Linked DNA regions of Sus scrofa: region 2 is linked to region 1. The links are chromatin contacts, called in public Hi-C maps. All regions are on one chromosome and are shown on one strand. The core of a region is the stretch at or near the end of the contact, and the rest is flanking DNA. Distances in the headings are between cores, read along the strand shown.

Region 1 (7,501 bases), core at 3,292-5,791:
AAAACAAAAATAAACAAATGGGACCTAATTAAGCTTAAAAGCTTTTTTACAGCAAAGGAAACCATAAACAAAACAAAAAAGACAACTGACAGAATGGGAGAAAATATTTGCAAATGATATGACTGGCAAGAGATTAATCTCCAAAATATACAAACAACACAATAGCAGCTCAATATTAAAAAAAATTCAAAAACTGGTAAGATGATCTAAATAGATATTTCACCAAAGACGACATACAGATGGACCAAAAAAAAAAAAAAAAAACAGATGAAAACATGCTCAACACTGTAGTTGATTTTCATTTCTCTAATAATTAGCAAGGATGTACCAGTTCACATGTCAGAATGGCTATCATTAAAAAGTCTACCAATAATAAATACTGGAGAGAGTGTGGAGAAAAGGGAACCCTGCTACACTGTTGGTGGGAATGTAAATTGGTATGTCCATTATGGAGAACAGTATGGAGGTTCCTCAAAAAAATAAATATAGAACTACCATATGATCCAGCAATCCCACTCCTGGGCATCATTCCAGAGAAAACCATAATCTGAAAAGATACATGCACCCCAATGTTCACTGCATCACTATTTACAATCGCCAAGACTTGGAAGCAACCTAAATGTCCATCACAGAGGAATGCATAAAAAAGATGTGATACATATATACAATGTGATATTAACTCAGCCATTAAAAAGAATGAAATCATGCCATTTGTAGCAACATGGATGATGTAAAGATTATTATATTAAAAGTTAGTGAAAGACAAACATTATATGATATGACTTACATGTGGATTCTAAAAAAGGGATACAAATTAACCTACTTGCAAAACATAAACAGACTCACAGACTTTGAAAACAAACTTAATGGTTACCAAAGAGGACAGGTGGTAGGGGTGGAGGCATGGACTAGGGGTTTGGAATTGGCAATATGCACACTGTGGTATATGGAATGACTGGCCAGTGGGGACATGCTGTACAGCACAGAGAACTCTATCACAGAATACTTGGGTCATCTGTGGGAGAAAAAAATCTGCAAGAGAATGGATGCATGTACATGCATAACTGAATCACTTTGTTGTATAGCAGAAATCATCGCAATACTGTAAATCAACTATACTTCAGCATCTCTAAATGAAAAAAGAGACACATGCCTCTGAATGTTCAATGCAGCACTATTTACAGTAGCCTTGACATGGAAGCAACCTAAATATCCATCAAAAGAAGACTGAATAAAGATGTGGCACATATATAAACAACAGAGTATTCCTCGGCCATAGAAAAGAATGAAATAATGGCCATGTACACCAACATGGGTGGACCTAGAAATGATCATACTAAGTGAAGTAAGTCAGAGAAAGACCAGTAGCCTATGAGATCACTAATATGTAGACGCTAATACAATTAACACAAAAAGAGTTCCTATTGTGGTTCAGTGGGTTAAGGACCCAATATTGTCTCCATGAAGATGCAGGTTTGATCCCTGGCCTCGCTCAGTGGGTTAGGATCCAGCATTGCTACAAGGTGTGGCATAGGTCACAGATGCAGCTCCCATCTGGTGTCGCCCTGGCTGTGGCACAGGCCTTAGCTGCAGCTCCCATTCGACCCCTCGCCTGGGAACTCTGTATGCCACAGGTGTGGCCACAAAAAGAAAAAAAAAATCATACAAAAGAACTTCTAAAATAGAATCAGACTCAAGAGATTTTGAAAACAAATTTATGGTTACCAAAGGGGAAATGGGATAAAATAGGGGGCTGGGATTGACATACACACACTCCTATATATAAAATAGACAGATAAACAGGACCTACCATACAGCACAAGAAAATCTGCTCGATACTGTGTAATAACCTATACAGGAAAAGAATCTGAAAAGAAATGAATATATGTACTGTGCAACTAATTTACTTTGCTGTATACCTGAAACTAACACAACTTTGTAAGTCACATATCCTGCAATAAAATTTTTAAAAGAAGAAAGAAAACAAGTAGGTAAGGATTACACAACATGTTACTGACCAACAAAATGGGTCAAAGAAGAAACCAAAAGATAAATTAAAAAATACCTTGAGAGAAATGAAAATAGCCCTTGAGAGAAATGACAATGAAAATACAACATACCAAACTTATGGAACAGCGTAAAATAAGTTCTAAAAGGGAAGTTCTTCGCAATAAATGCCCACATCCAGAAATGAGATAGATCTCAAATAAATGGCCTAATGTCACACCCCAAGCAGCCAGGAAAAGAACAATGAAGCCCAAATTTAGTGGAAGAAAGGGGATAAAGATCAGGGCAGAAATAAATAGAGACGGAAAAAGAGTAAAAAGATGAACAAAACTAGGAGCTGGTTCTTTGAAAAGATAAAATTGGTAACTGTTTAGCTAGACCCACCAAGAAAAAAGAGAGGACTCAAAATCAGAAATAAAAGAGGGAACATTAAAATGGACACAACAGAAATAGGATCATAAGACACAGCCATGAGCAGTTATATGCAAGCAATTTGGACAACCTCAAATGAGTAGATACATTAGAAATGTACACCCTTCCAAGACTGACTCATGAAGACACAGTATTGAAGAAGCAAATCTGAACAAACTGATTAATACCAAGGAAACTGAACAAGTAATCAGCCTCCCAACCAACCAAAGGCCAGAACCAAATGGCTTCAATTGGTGAATTTAAAGGAAATTAAAGAAAAATTAAACCCAATCCTCCTCAAACTCTTCCAAAACAAAACAAAAACAAAACAGAAGAGGAGGGAACACTTCCAAGTTTATTTTACAAAGCCAGCATTACTCTGATATCAAAACCAAACAAGGATGCCACATGAAAATGACAGGTCAATATCCCTGTTGAACATAGATGCAGAAATCCTCAATGAAATATAGCAAGTGATTTCTGTGATACAGTAAAAAGATCGGGAGTTCCTGTCGTGGCGCAGTGGTTAACGAATCCGACTAGGAACCATGAGGTTGCGGGTTCGGTCCCTGCCCTTGCTCAGTGGGTTAATGATCCGGTGTTGCCGTGAGCTGTGGTGTAGGTTGCAGACGCTGCTCGGATCCCGTGTTGCTGTGGCTCTGGCGTAGGCTGGCAGCTACAGCTCCGATTCGACCCCTAGCCTGGGAACCTCCATATGCCCCAGGAGCGGCCCAAGAAATGGCAAAAAGACAAAAAAAAAAAAAAAAAAAAAAGGATCATACATGTTCTAGTGGAATTTATTCCAGGGATGCATGCCCAGTTAAGCACCTACAAATCAGGCAATATGATAGTACATTAGCAAAATGAAGGCTAAAAATCATATGATCATCTCAATATTTGCAGAAAAAGCATGTGACCAAGTTCAACATTTATGACAAGGCTTTTCAACAGACTGGGAAATCATGGAATGTACTTCAACATGAAAAAATGCAGCTCCCATTCGACCCCTAGCCTGGGAACCTCCATATGCCGCATGAGCAGCCCAAGAAATGGGGGGAAAAAAAAAGTCTTCTGAAATTGAAAAGAAAGAAGGAACGCTGTTATTGTTTGTAGGTGAAATGATAGTATATACAGAAAACAAATGAAACTTAAAACTAATAAATTCAATAAAGTGCAGGATACAAAATCAGCATATAAAATTTTGTTTTGTTTCTATATTCTAATAAACTATCTGAAAGAGAAATTAAGAGAACAGTCACATTTACAATTGCATCAAGAGTACAGTACCTGGGAATAAATTTAACTGAGCAGGTGAAAGACCTATGCAGTGAAAACTAAGACCTCAATGAAAGAAATGGATGAACACAAATGAATTGAAAGGTATTCCACGCTCATGGACTGGAAGAATCAATACTATCAGAAAGTCCGTATTACCCAAAGCAACCCCAGATTCATTACAATCTCTATCAAAATCCCAATGGTAGTTTTCACAGATACACAACACTAAATTTTGTTGGAACCACAAAAGACCGTGAAATAGCCAAAGCAACTTTAGAAGTTGGAAGCATCATGCCTCCTAATTTCAAACTATCATTACAAAGCTATAGTGATTAAAACAGTGTGGTGTTGGCATAAAAAGAGTCACACTGATCAATGGAACAGAACGTGGAGCCCAGTATATGGTCAATTAACCTATGACAAAGGAGCCAAATATATATAATGGGGAAAGGACAGTCTTGGCAATGAATGGCATGGGAAAACAGACCACTTTTACACCATATACAGTAGTGAACTCAAAATGGGCGAGCTCCTTGGACTGAAACACCATAAACCTCTTGGAAGAAAACACAGCAGCCAGCTCCTGGAGATCAGTCTTGATGATAATAATTTGGATGTGACACCGAAAGCAAAGGCAACGAAAGCAAAAAACAAACAAGTGTGGCCTCATCGAACTAAAAAGCACAGCAAAAGGAAACCAGCAACAAAGTGCAAAGTCAGCCTACCTAATTCTTATTGGGCCCTGGGTTAAAAGGTCTTTACTGGCTCATTGCACAGCAATGCCACACTGGTTCTGTTTCTGCCAAGGACAGACTAAGTGGAAATGACCTTTCTCAGAAAGAGGTGGGGTAAGGGTGGGAGAATTCCCTGACGGTGATCGACCCATGATGTATATATGTACACCCAGGGCCCCTGGGTCAGGGACAGAATCACCCTTCTTAAAGATTCTGTCCACCGTCTATAGACAGCCAGATCCTTGAAACAGACCGCTTACTTCTTCCATTGCAAACTGCCTGTGCTCAAAGCTCATGGGTCACTTCCTGCATTTCAGCTTTGTGGTGATTTCAGGCCCATAATCAGACCTCCCTGGCCGGTTGCCTTTGGCACATTCGCTGATGTAATGCTCCTCTGTTCCTTAGAGAAAGCTCCATAAATAGCAAAGAGGGAACTCCAGGATGCCAGTGACTCAGCCAGCCTGCACTCCTTCAGTGAGAAGCCATCCCTGTGGGACACTGCTGCTGTCACACGGAGAAGCTCCAGAGGGCAGCCCTGAGAGCCAAAAGTGGGGGCAGGGGGCTTCTATGGGGGAGCGAGGCACAGGGTTTTGCTTTACTCTGGAAAAGAGCTTCTTGAAAGCATCAATGTGATGGTTCATTCTCAGCTTCTGCTGTTCTTTGTCCGGTCAGATAGGGAGGTAAGAGAGGCCAGAATAGAGTGACCGCCAAGGGAAGGGCACAGAAAGAAGGATCATCCTTGGCATATATGAGTTGTCATTAGACAGACAAGACCCTGCTTTGAGATGCTGACTTCTCTGCCTCAGGGCAGGGCTGGAGAAGACCACCGGATCTGCTGCAGGCACGTCCCACATGCGCATTAGCCTGAGCCCACCACGGGCTGGGGGAGAGCCTCCAAAGCTACCTGCTCCAGCTCCCCACCCCTGCATCCTTACCAGCCGACGCTATGCCAGCTAGAACTGCACTCACGCAGCAGGCACTTCCACAGTGCCATGGGCATCCCTCCAGTGAAAAACACTGGGTACCACCTCTCTTCCAAGCAGATTTTAGGGTTTATCTGGACTCCTGCCTTCATGATGCAGTAAAAATAAAACAGCACAGATAGGTTTCTGTTAAATAAGCACAGTGAAGAAAATCTCTACCAAACCACCAGGTATTCGTCCCCTGCCAGTAGTTCCTGAATTGAAGTCAAAATTAATGCTGCTCTGTCTCCGACAGTGGAAAGATTCACATGTCTCCAAGCAGCGCCTCGTGTGGGAACCTTGGCCTTTTGGTTCTCAGGGAGCAGTATTCACAGAGGCTTCCTTTTTCAGGCAGCTTCAGACAGCAGACATGCTCATCTAGAGTGTGCTCCTTGAATAACACTCTGAAGATTCAAGTTTCAGGTGCAGACTTAGCAAGTAAGAAAATGACATCGGAGGAGTTCCCATTGTGGCTCAGTTGGTTAAGAAGCCCACTAGAATCCATAAAGATTGGGATTCAATCCCTGGCTTCGCTCAGTGGATTAAGGATCCAGCATTGCTGTGAGCTGTGGTGTAGGTCAAAGATGCAGCTCGGATCTGCTGTGGCTGTGGCACAGGCCAGCAGCTGCAGCTCCCATTTGATTTCTAGCCTAGGAACCTCCATATGCCGAGGGTGTGGCCCTGAAAAGACAAGGAAAAAAAAAAAAGAAAGAAAGAAAGATGGAAAAATGACATTGGGGCACTCAGGGGAAGCTGCCTTTGGGAAAAATAAGTCAGGCATTTTACTTGATAAACATTCTCCGCCCCCACCCACCACTGGAAGCAGCCTCCTTCCCTGAGAACTTCCTTCTCTACAGAGCCTCGTTCATGACTTCTTTTCTCTTATATTTAACCAAACTCAAACAATGGAGAAAACTAGTTTGTCTTTTCAATAGCTGCCCAGCTGTAACACCTCCCAGGCACACGTGGGCGGCTCCTTACCCATCCTCAAGCTGTGACTCTTCATTCAGGCTACACTCCTGTTATGTGTCGGGTACTGGGCAGGGCACGTGATGAGCAAAATCGCCCTCGTGAAGTACAGAGCCTTGCAAGGAAAAGGGTCACTAACCAGAGCAGAACATCACAGAATCAGACCAGCTGGGTTGGGCGTCCAGGGGACGCTGGACCACAGAGCAGCAAGCCCTGATGAGGAACCAGCATCCTCACCATATTCAGCATGTCCCCCAGGCACATAAAATGCACACGGAACGGCCTTTGTAGACTGTGATCTTTAGGAGAACCACACCTTACCCAGTTGCAACCTGTACTAAAAGCACTTTGCATCATTTTCCTTAAGGACTTGTAAATTAGATCATCAGAAATTTCTATCATTGCTTCGCCTTCAGCTCCATAAGCCACTCTTGGCAGAAAAGCTTCAGAACTTGAGTAGGTTGTACACAGCCTGATGGGCAGGAAAAGAATCAACAGGTCATGGGGACACCCACACACACACAAACACCCCCCCACACAGAGAATTAGAGACTGAGGATTAAGAAAAGGACCAGGAACCCTTCCAGACTTCAGATAATACTACAAAACTAAAATAATCAAAACAGCATGGTATTGGCACAAAAACAGATATACAGATCAATGGACCAGAATAGAGAGCCCAGAAATAAAGCCACACCCCTACAGTCAGTTAATCTTCAACAAAGGAGGCAAGACCAAGTGGTGTTGGGAAGGCTGGACAGCTGCATGTCAATCAGTGAAGTTAGCATACACCCTCACACCATATACAAAAGTAAATTCAAAATGACTGCAAGACTTAGATAGGAGACATGCCATCATAAAACTCCTAGAAGAGAACATAGGCAAGACATTCTCTGATATAAATCACAGTCACATTTTCTTAGGTTATTCTCTCAAGGCAAAAAAAATAAAATCAAAAATAAACAAATGGGACCTATCAAACTTAAAAGCTTTTGCACAGCAAAGGAAACCATTAACAAAAGCAAAAGACAGCCTACAGACTGGGAGAAAATATCTGTGAATGATGCGACTGACAAGGGCTTAATTTCCAAGAGGTACAAGCAACTCATAGAGCTCAATATCTAACAAACAACCCGCCCA
Region 2 (7,501 bases), core at 3,454-5,953, 120 kb before region 1:
GTAATATCCTGCCTTTTGCGTATGTCTGTGTAATGAATGCCCCAGGCATTGCTTTTGTATTAAGTACAAATGTGTTATCATTTTTGTTATAAGTACGAATGTGTTATTTTTAGGTCACATAGAGAACGTATCTAAATACATAAGAAATATTCAGTCTAAGAGAAAAGGGAAGTTGGAAAATAGAAATAGCATCAATTGTTGACTATATATTTACATACCTATATAAAGAATATATATCAGAAATGGATATGAGTAGAATATATATGATCAGAAAGTGAAGGATTTTATAAATTAAAAAAACAAACCAGTTTTTGAAGCCCGTCATCCTCTTGTCCTAAAGGCTTGGCTCTGCAGTTTTGTGCTTTAATTATCTCGCGCCCACCACCAACAGGTGTTCTGCCACACCCCCAGGGGCTTATCAACTCTCCCAGATCATCTATGATGCATTTGCTCCCCAGCCAGTCCTAAAATTGGACGTATATCCTGGGACTCAGAGGATCTGTACTCGGATCACCTCTTTCTTTCAGCTCTGTGCTTGTTTCGGACGAGTGTTTTGAAACCCACTTTTTCAAAACCCTCTTCTTACGTGATCCTCACCCATCTTGTATCCATCAGTTCAGTGTCATCTACAGTCAGGCCAGGGGGAGGGGCTGTGCCACTGAGACAGCGGGCACCGAGGAGGGTTTGTTCTGAGGCCTGTGTGTTCACTGCTGTATCTCCCTCACTAATCAGTTCTCTTTGCTCATCCCCAGGGCGTGAGCCGGTCAAAGCCACCTGAGGTGAATGACAAGTCAGCACAGCAGACAATCCAGAAATGAGACTCCCTCTCTCCCCACCCCCACCTGCCCTCCTCCCACCCACTGTGCACACTCACGTGTTATGTGTCAGTCAGCCTGGGCTGGTTTTGCTGCAGTAATAAATAATCCCCCAAACTCCGGTTGGCTCGTTTCACAAATTTTGCTCTCAACCACAAGGCAGATCCATCAAGGGTTAGCCACGGGTTCTGCTCTTCTGTGTCCAGAGGACTCAGGCTGACAGATGCTCCATCCAAACAAGTTTCCCATGGCGAAAGGCACATCATTCCTAACCCTTCCCAGAGCAAGTTACATGCTTCCTTTATGCTTTCACTTCATGGACCGAAGCAAATTGCATGGCCTTTCCCAGCTTCCAAGCACCTGGGAAGTACAGTCCTAGCATGGTCCGGAGGAGAGCTGGACCACCTGTGCATCCTAATGCTTTGTTCATACCTCCTGCCTCCTCTTTCAGTACAATGAGAAAAAGAACCAATTCCCCTACCTACTTGAATCTGTTTCCATCCCCTAACTCAGCACCCAGCACATAGAAAGTAGTTGCTACAGATGGATGAACCTGTCTCACACAATGAGGAAGCAAATCAGGATTCAGGGGTTGCAGGCTTGTGTTATATTGCTGGTTGTCATCGGTGATACCACTGTCACTTCTTAGAGGATCTTCCTTTCCCAGAATCCCATTCCTTGTATGGATTTAGCTTAGTTTCCCAGTGGAATGGAGCTTTGGAAGGTGGAAGTAAAGACAGGTAGTCATGCTCAGGAGGCCCCGGGGCCAGAGCAGACACAAGTTTCACCATCATTTCTGGGCTTCTTGGCAAGGACCAGATTTGGTGGGAGGTTATCCAGAGATTTTGGGGAATTATACCAGTTTCTTACCAAACTTTAGAGAAGCCCTCACTTAAGGGTTTCGGTCTGCCCTTCCAGCTCTTTCCATGAACCCCCACCGCCACCCCGCAACGTCTTTCCTTCTCCCAATAACTTCTCACTTCCGGTAAACCCTCATTCCTATCTGAAACCTTCTGTGGCTGCGCAGAAGGTCTTAACAGGGCCTTCCTTTTGCCTAAGAGGTAAATGAGAGTTTTGCCTTTTAATCCTCCTCCAAAGAAACTTGTAACTTTTGCTCTGCAGGAAATCCTCTATGTAAGATTAGCAATTTTTTTTTCCTTCCTCGACTCTTAGCTGGAAAAGGGGACCAGAGAGACTCTGAAGAGGGCCCGCTAGCAGCCTGCCTGCCTCTCCCCCCAGTGACGGCCTCTCTCCGGGGCAGAGGTACCCGTCTTCTCTGTGACAAGTACATTAGGAACAGGTGTAGCTAGAGGCAGGCAGTCTTTCAAGGTTTGCAAGAAGATGGGCAAACGTGCCAGGGGCCTGAACATCCTGACTTATAATTGAATTATCTTATTAAATTCTCTGCTCCCAGGCCTGCCCCTTCTAGCAAAGCATGTTATTTTCCTCTTTTTAGAATCAGAGTAAAACTGCTACTGTGCATTAAATATTTGATGCCTGCTTGAATGGAGGTTCCCAGGGCAGAGGCTGCACTGTTCAAGAATGCATATTTCATCTCTAAGCCCTCGAAACTCCCTTTGAGTGGAAAATGGCTGGCTGGTCAACGCTGAAACCCGTAGGTCTGATGGAGAGCTGCCTCACACCCCTGCCACAGTGCTGGGTGGATTAAGCGATTACTGGAAGTGAATATTGAAAAATGTCCAGATTCAGCAGGATTCTCGGTTGCATGTGTGGAACCAGTCAGGTCACCTCAGTGGCAGGCACTGAACTCCACCCCTTTACCACCCTCACCCCCCCAACAATATACAGACTTTGGGCTTATTTTTTCAATCAATCAACAAATATTTACCAGAGGCTATTCCATATTCATCACTGACCTAAGCTCCATGGGGATTTTCCTGTGGCTACCTCTTCTCTGTCTCCCTCATAGTTTCCGCTTCCTCTGTTGGTCATTATAAATACAACCACAGCACAATTAGTTAAGATTTACTGAGCTCTTAAAACGTGGTGATTGTCATCTCTCTCATTTGGCTGAGCATGCACGTCTTAAAAGTTCCACCAGAGGGCAGCACGTGCACACACTTACCCACAGTTCTGGGCAGTGGGGCCAGCAAAGCAAGGATAATCCATGATGCTGTCATCAGGCTGAGCACAAACTGGAGGGAAAGGAAACCTGTCCAAGTTAGTGTGTCCAAATTTCATGTCTGTGCCTGTGTGTATATGCGTGTGAATGGATGGAACTACATGTGTATATTTACGTCTTGTAACTTGCAGCAAATGTGTGGTCACTCTTGAGCACCTACCACATGCTACAAATTGTGCTTGTTGCTTTAATTTTTTTCTTTTAATAAGGAATGATTTGTAACTAGTCCCTTACGTGAAGACCAATGCCAATGAAATGCATTTGTCGTAACACATAAATAAGCATTTCCCTCTCATCATGTTGATCCCCATTGAGTTGGCTTATTAAGCATCTTTTCTGTTAACAATAACATTAGAAAAAAAGCAATTGCATTCTGGAAAAAAAAAAACCACAAAACCCTACTTTAGCGATCTGGTGGTGACAAAGGAATGAGGAGAATATTCAAATTATTTATTGAAGTTAGGACATTTCTGAATTGAGCTACAATTTTTAAAAGCATCAGCTTCTGTTTTGTTCCGCTTTTTACATTGTCCACATGCACCCAACGGGTCTGTGATGCTTTATTTGCAAACAGCAATGTATTTGCATAGGGAGGGTGTTGTGCAAAAAGAAAGCCCTTCTCAAGGTCTAAAATAGAGACTTGCGAGAGTGTTGACTTCATTATCCTGGCTTGGAAAGTGGCCTCCAGGGGACCGAGGGCCACGGGGGACAGGAGAGGATTGCCAAGCGGTTCTGGCCCAAGCCTGGGATTGGCGGTTGCTGGGTTTGGGATGGACAAAGACCAAGGCCGGACATAACCAATATGACAAATGACTCCAGGAGGTGTGGAGGGCTGAGCTTTCTGCGGGATGTAACAAGACGGGGGCGGGGGGACGGGGAGGAGTGGGAGGGAAACTGTGGATGCCTCGTGAAGCAATAACAACCTCCAGCTACAGAGTTCTAACCACACGCCAGGAATCGCTCTGGGCAATGCACTGACTCAGTCGATCCTAACAGCAGCGATGAGGTGGATCTAAGCTAAGCTCCTTAAAATGCCGTTTAGCGGCTCTAAGATTTGGCCTCCACCTGCTTTTCCAGCCCAGTTGCTCAGGCAGGAAACCACCCATCTTCGGTCCAGCCTCGGCCCCCAGGGCAGTGAGAACCCGGGAAGCGATGGGGAGCAGGGCGGGAGGGAAGCAGAGTTCAGCACCGGACCCACCCTGTCCACAAGAACGAGGGAGCAGGCCCTGATGCGGCCCCAAAAAGGGAGGAGGAGTGAGGCGCTGCCGGCCCCGCCCACCTCCTGCCTCCTCGGTTCAAAGTTCGCCCGCCCCACCCCTCCGGGCCCTGGGATGCCGGATGCCGGTACCACGCGGGGACTGGTCCGGGGTTGGAGGAGGCGGGACCGCGGTTGTCCTGAGGGTAGCTGCTCCTCCTCGGGTTGCCCCAGCGACTAAAGCTGAAAGCAGCAGGGAGGAGGGGTGTCTCAGCATCCGTAGCCCCCAGCCGCCTCTGCCTCCTCACTTGCAAACCTCCAAGCCCTCCTTCCTGGAACCCTGCCCCTCTGCTTTGCAAGGTTCCTGCCCCTCTGCTTTTTGCAAGGGCCGGAGGGGCGTCCGCCTACATCTCCCTCCCCGGCTGAGTCCCGGTGGTTCACTTCCTCTCACTGCTTTCATTCTATAGCACTCCCCCTCTCTGTCCCTCTGAATCTCACCAAAGCATAGGACGGACTTGCACATTTAAAACAGGGGGGCTGGTTTCGGGGACGGAAGAGGCAAGAAGGCACGCACGTGACTCGGGCAAACCACAGATGCTCACTTAGGGAGCCGCCTCCACTCCTGGGGGCGGAGGGGGAGGGGCTGGGGAGGCCTGTGTTCAGTGAGCCAGGGTCTGGGTCACTGGGAGGAGCCCCGCTGCCCACCCCCGCCCCCCAGCCTGCAGGGTCAGCACCCACCCTGCAACCCGCTCATCGTCGGGCACTTTCCTCTATTTCCTGTGACCCTCCCAACCACCCTAGGGTGCTTTGTTTTCCTTCCACTGATGGGGAGACATAGCTAACACCCCACCCCACTCCCCAATCAGAAGCGAGGTGAACCCAGATCAGTTCGGATCCAGAACCCAAGCGGATGTGTGCTCCAGAGAACCCAGCTGCTCCTCACGCATCCTTGTCTTCCTGGACCCAGCATCCTGGGCTCTGTGACGAGTTTTTGAACTAATCAGTTCCTGAGTCTTGGGCCCCGGGATCGAGGGATGTGGGCAGGTCTCTAACTAAGAGCTGGCAAAAGAGGGGAAAGGCTGCTTCCCAGGAGGGCCACCTACTGCAGAAGCTGCTGATTATAGAGGTGGTTCCAGGGCCTCACCCTCGGGGATCTCACGCCCCCCCCCCCCAAACGAGCCTGAGGCATCCTGGAGTCAGTCCCCACTAAGGAAGAGGACCAACCAGACAGTAAAGGGCACCCGGAGGCAGACCTCCTCCCAGACCTTGGGGGAGAGACGGTCCTGTCAGGGGGGGTGTGAGGCCAGGAGGGTGACTACGCGGACCGGGCCTGCTGTCACCCAGAAAACACAAAACCAGCGCCCAGCATGCTCTGCGCGGGGAGACAGTGGTGAGCAGACGGTGTGGTCCAGCGCCTTGCTGCCCCACTCTTCCTTTGAGGGCTGCCTGGTGGGGCACATCTTGCACACCTGGGTGTGTGTTAAAAGCATCTGTTTGTTAAACAGAAACACGTAAAATGCACCCTGATTTGTTCGCTCATTTTGGAATTCCTAAGTTGTTTCTGTAGCAGGTGTTTCAAAAGCAGAGGTGGCCTCTTCCTCCTTAGCGGACACTCAGAGCCCCTAATAAGTGGGCATCTGCAGAAGCAAGAGCTCGGAGACCCCACCGCCATCTCGGCCAACACCCTGACGTGCATCAAAGGGAGTTCCCACCCCTACATCATGAGCAAACCAAGCCTCTTGTGTCCCCTCAAACAAAGAAAATTGCCCCCTTACCAGGGGCTCCGGGCCCTCCTTCCAGGCTGTGCACCTTCGTTCCTTTTAAAGGGATCCGGGAACGCAGAAGAAGCACTTAGAGTAAATGGAACTAAGCAAATGGAAGCAAACGGCACTTGAGAGCGCTTTGCGTTTGCGGAGCCCTCGGCCCCCTGCGATTTCCTTAACCGCCCCGGGCGGCGGATCGTGCGGCTGCTCGGACTTGCGGCGGGGAGGGGTCCTCACCATCCTTGGCCACCTCCACCTCCCGGGCCTGGGGCTCAGCCTGTCGCTCCTCTTGCAAAGGCTGAGCCTCTAATCTAGGTCAGGTTCCCCCCCAGACGCCATCCCCGCCTGGTGCGGAGACGGCAAACTGTGCTGCGGAAGGACGCGCGGCTTAGGGTGCCTGTGACAAGCACCGCGGAGCGAGCCTGCGGGGGGGCCAGCGGGGAACAATGGTAAAGGCTTCTGCAGGCGGTGGTGAACGTCCCCCCAGGGGAGGTGACATTTAAGCTGAGAGCTATAAACTGAAAGGGAAGCAGGCCTGCCGAGAGCCGGAGACTCACAAATGGACAACACGCTGCGTGGATGCACCCGGGCCTGGCTTGGGCGCGCATGACCCCCGCGGGGCCAGATCTGTGGTGTCTGAGGAGGACGAGAAGCTCTCCCTCCTCCACGTGGCGGGGCTTCCGGCTTATCCACGGGAATCCACTCCCCCGGGGAAAGACCTGCCTCAGGAAATGCGAGTAAAACCCTTTCACTGCCAAGGGCACAAACCCCCTTAGACCCCTGGCATCAGGGCCCCTGATGCTCGGGCCAGACCAGCCCTAACTTTCCCGGCTGGCACGGCCACGCTGTAGCTGCCCAAGGCTGAGGTCCCTGGGTTTCTGGAATCTTCCAGGTTCCTCTGCAGGCTCACTGCTCCTGACTCCCTTTACTCTGCAGAGGCATCCTCCACGCCACACAGAGAAAGCCTTTCTTCCTTCCCTTGACAAAGCACCTTCTGAGGGCCCGCTCCTGCGCCACACACCCACAGAAAAAGGCCGCTGGTTTTGGATGGAGGCCCCCTTGGGCTGCACAGGAAGAGCTGGGCAGGAATGTCAACCATCCTATAAATTTCATTCAATAACTGCAGTGGCAGCTTCCTATTTTCCCACTAGATGGGGTCTGTGATCTCTACAACTCAGAGTTCCAATCATTTAATTTGGCTCTGAAGGCAGCTCAGAATTTTTTTTTTTTTTTTTTCAAAGCACAGATAGCTTTTCTTTTATGGGAAGTAGCCTTGGGCTGAAATGGGAGAAGCCCTTGGAAAACGGATATCATCTGTGTCTTCCTTAGTTCGCAACTGCAATGGGGGTGAAGCTCTTTGCAAAAGAAACCTGGCAGATCTGAAGTGGGGATACAAATGGGGTCAGCTAGGAAACGATTCCTGTAAATAGAGAGCCATTCTGGAAAGGGCTCCTGCTGGCTCTGCCTCTTGAGACAGGCCAGAGACCTTAGCTCTGGACAATTGTGCCAAAAAAAACCCTTTTGGGCTGGTCATTGTCCTCATTTTGCTTGGTCAACTGCAGCCTGCTGGTTGAGCAACCCAGGC

Evidence for each region. A called contact is a pair of places that touch in the nucleus more often than the background predicts.
Region 2: a contact with region 1 is called in a Hi-C map of retroperitoneal adipose tissue, with 2.9 times the contacts expected there. The contact joins two enhancer-like sites. A contact is called at or near these places in 15 of 47 Hi-C or Micro-C datasets (alveolar macrophages, embryonic fibroblasts, fetal skeletal muscle and 9 more) and 2 of 2 datasets of contacts at active chromatin or transcription factors (alveolar macrophages and skeletal muscle).

Annotation. Positions count from the first base shown.
Region 1 is chr11:16,579,536-16,587,036 of Sscrofa11.1, reverse strand. All of the region lies in intron 3 of FAM124A (protein FAM124A), which reads left to right. Among named protein-coding and RNA genes, the nearest start is that of FAM124A, 75 kb to the left of the region's middle. Within about 2 kb of position 4,541, at least 18 of the 83 cell types and tissues checked have an H3K27ac peak or open chromatin away from gene starts, as enhancers often do. A contact at or near this core is called in retroperitoneal adipose tissue, where this site is marked.
Region 2 is chr11:16,703,858-16,711,358 of Sscrofa11.1, reverse strand. No RefSeq gene overlaps it. Among named protein-coding and RNA genes, the nearest start is that of FAM124A, 50 kb to the right of the region's middle. Within about 2 kb of position 4,703, at least 33 of the 83 cell types and tissues checked have an H3K27ac peak or open chromatin away from gene starts, as enhancers often do. A contact at or near this core is called in retroperitoneal adipose tissue, where this site is marked.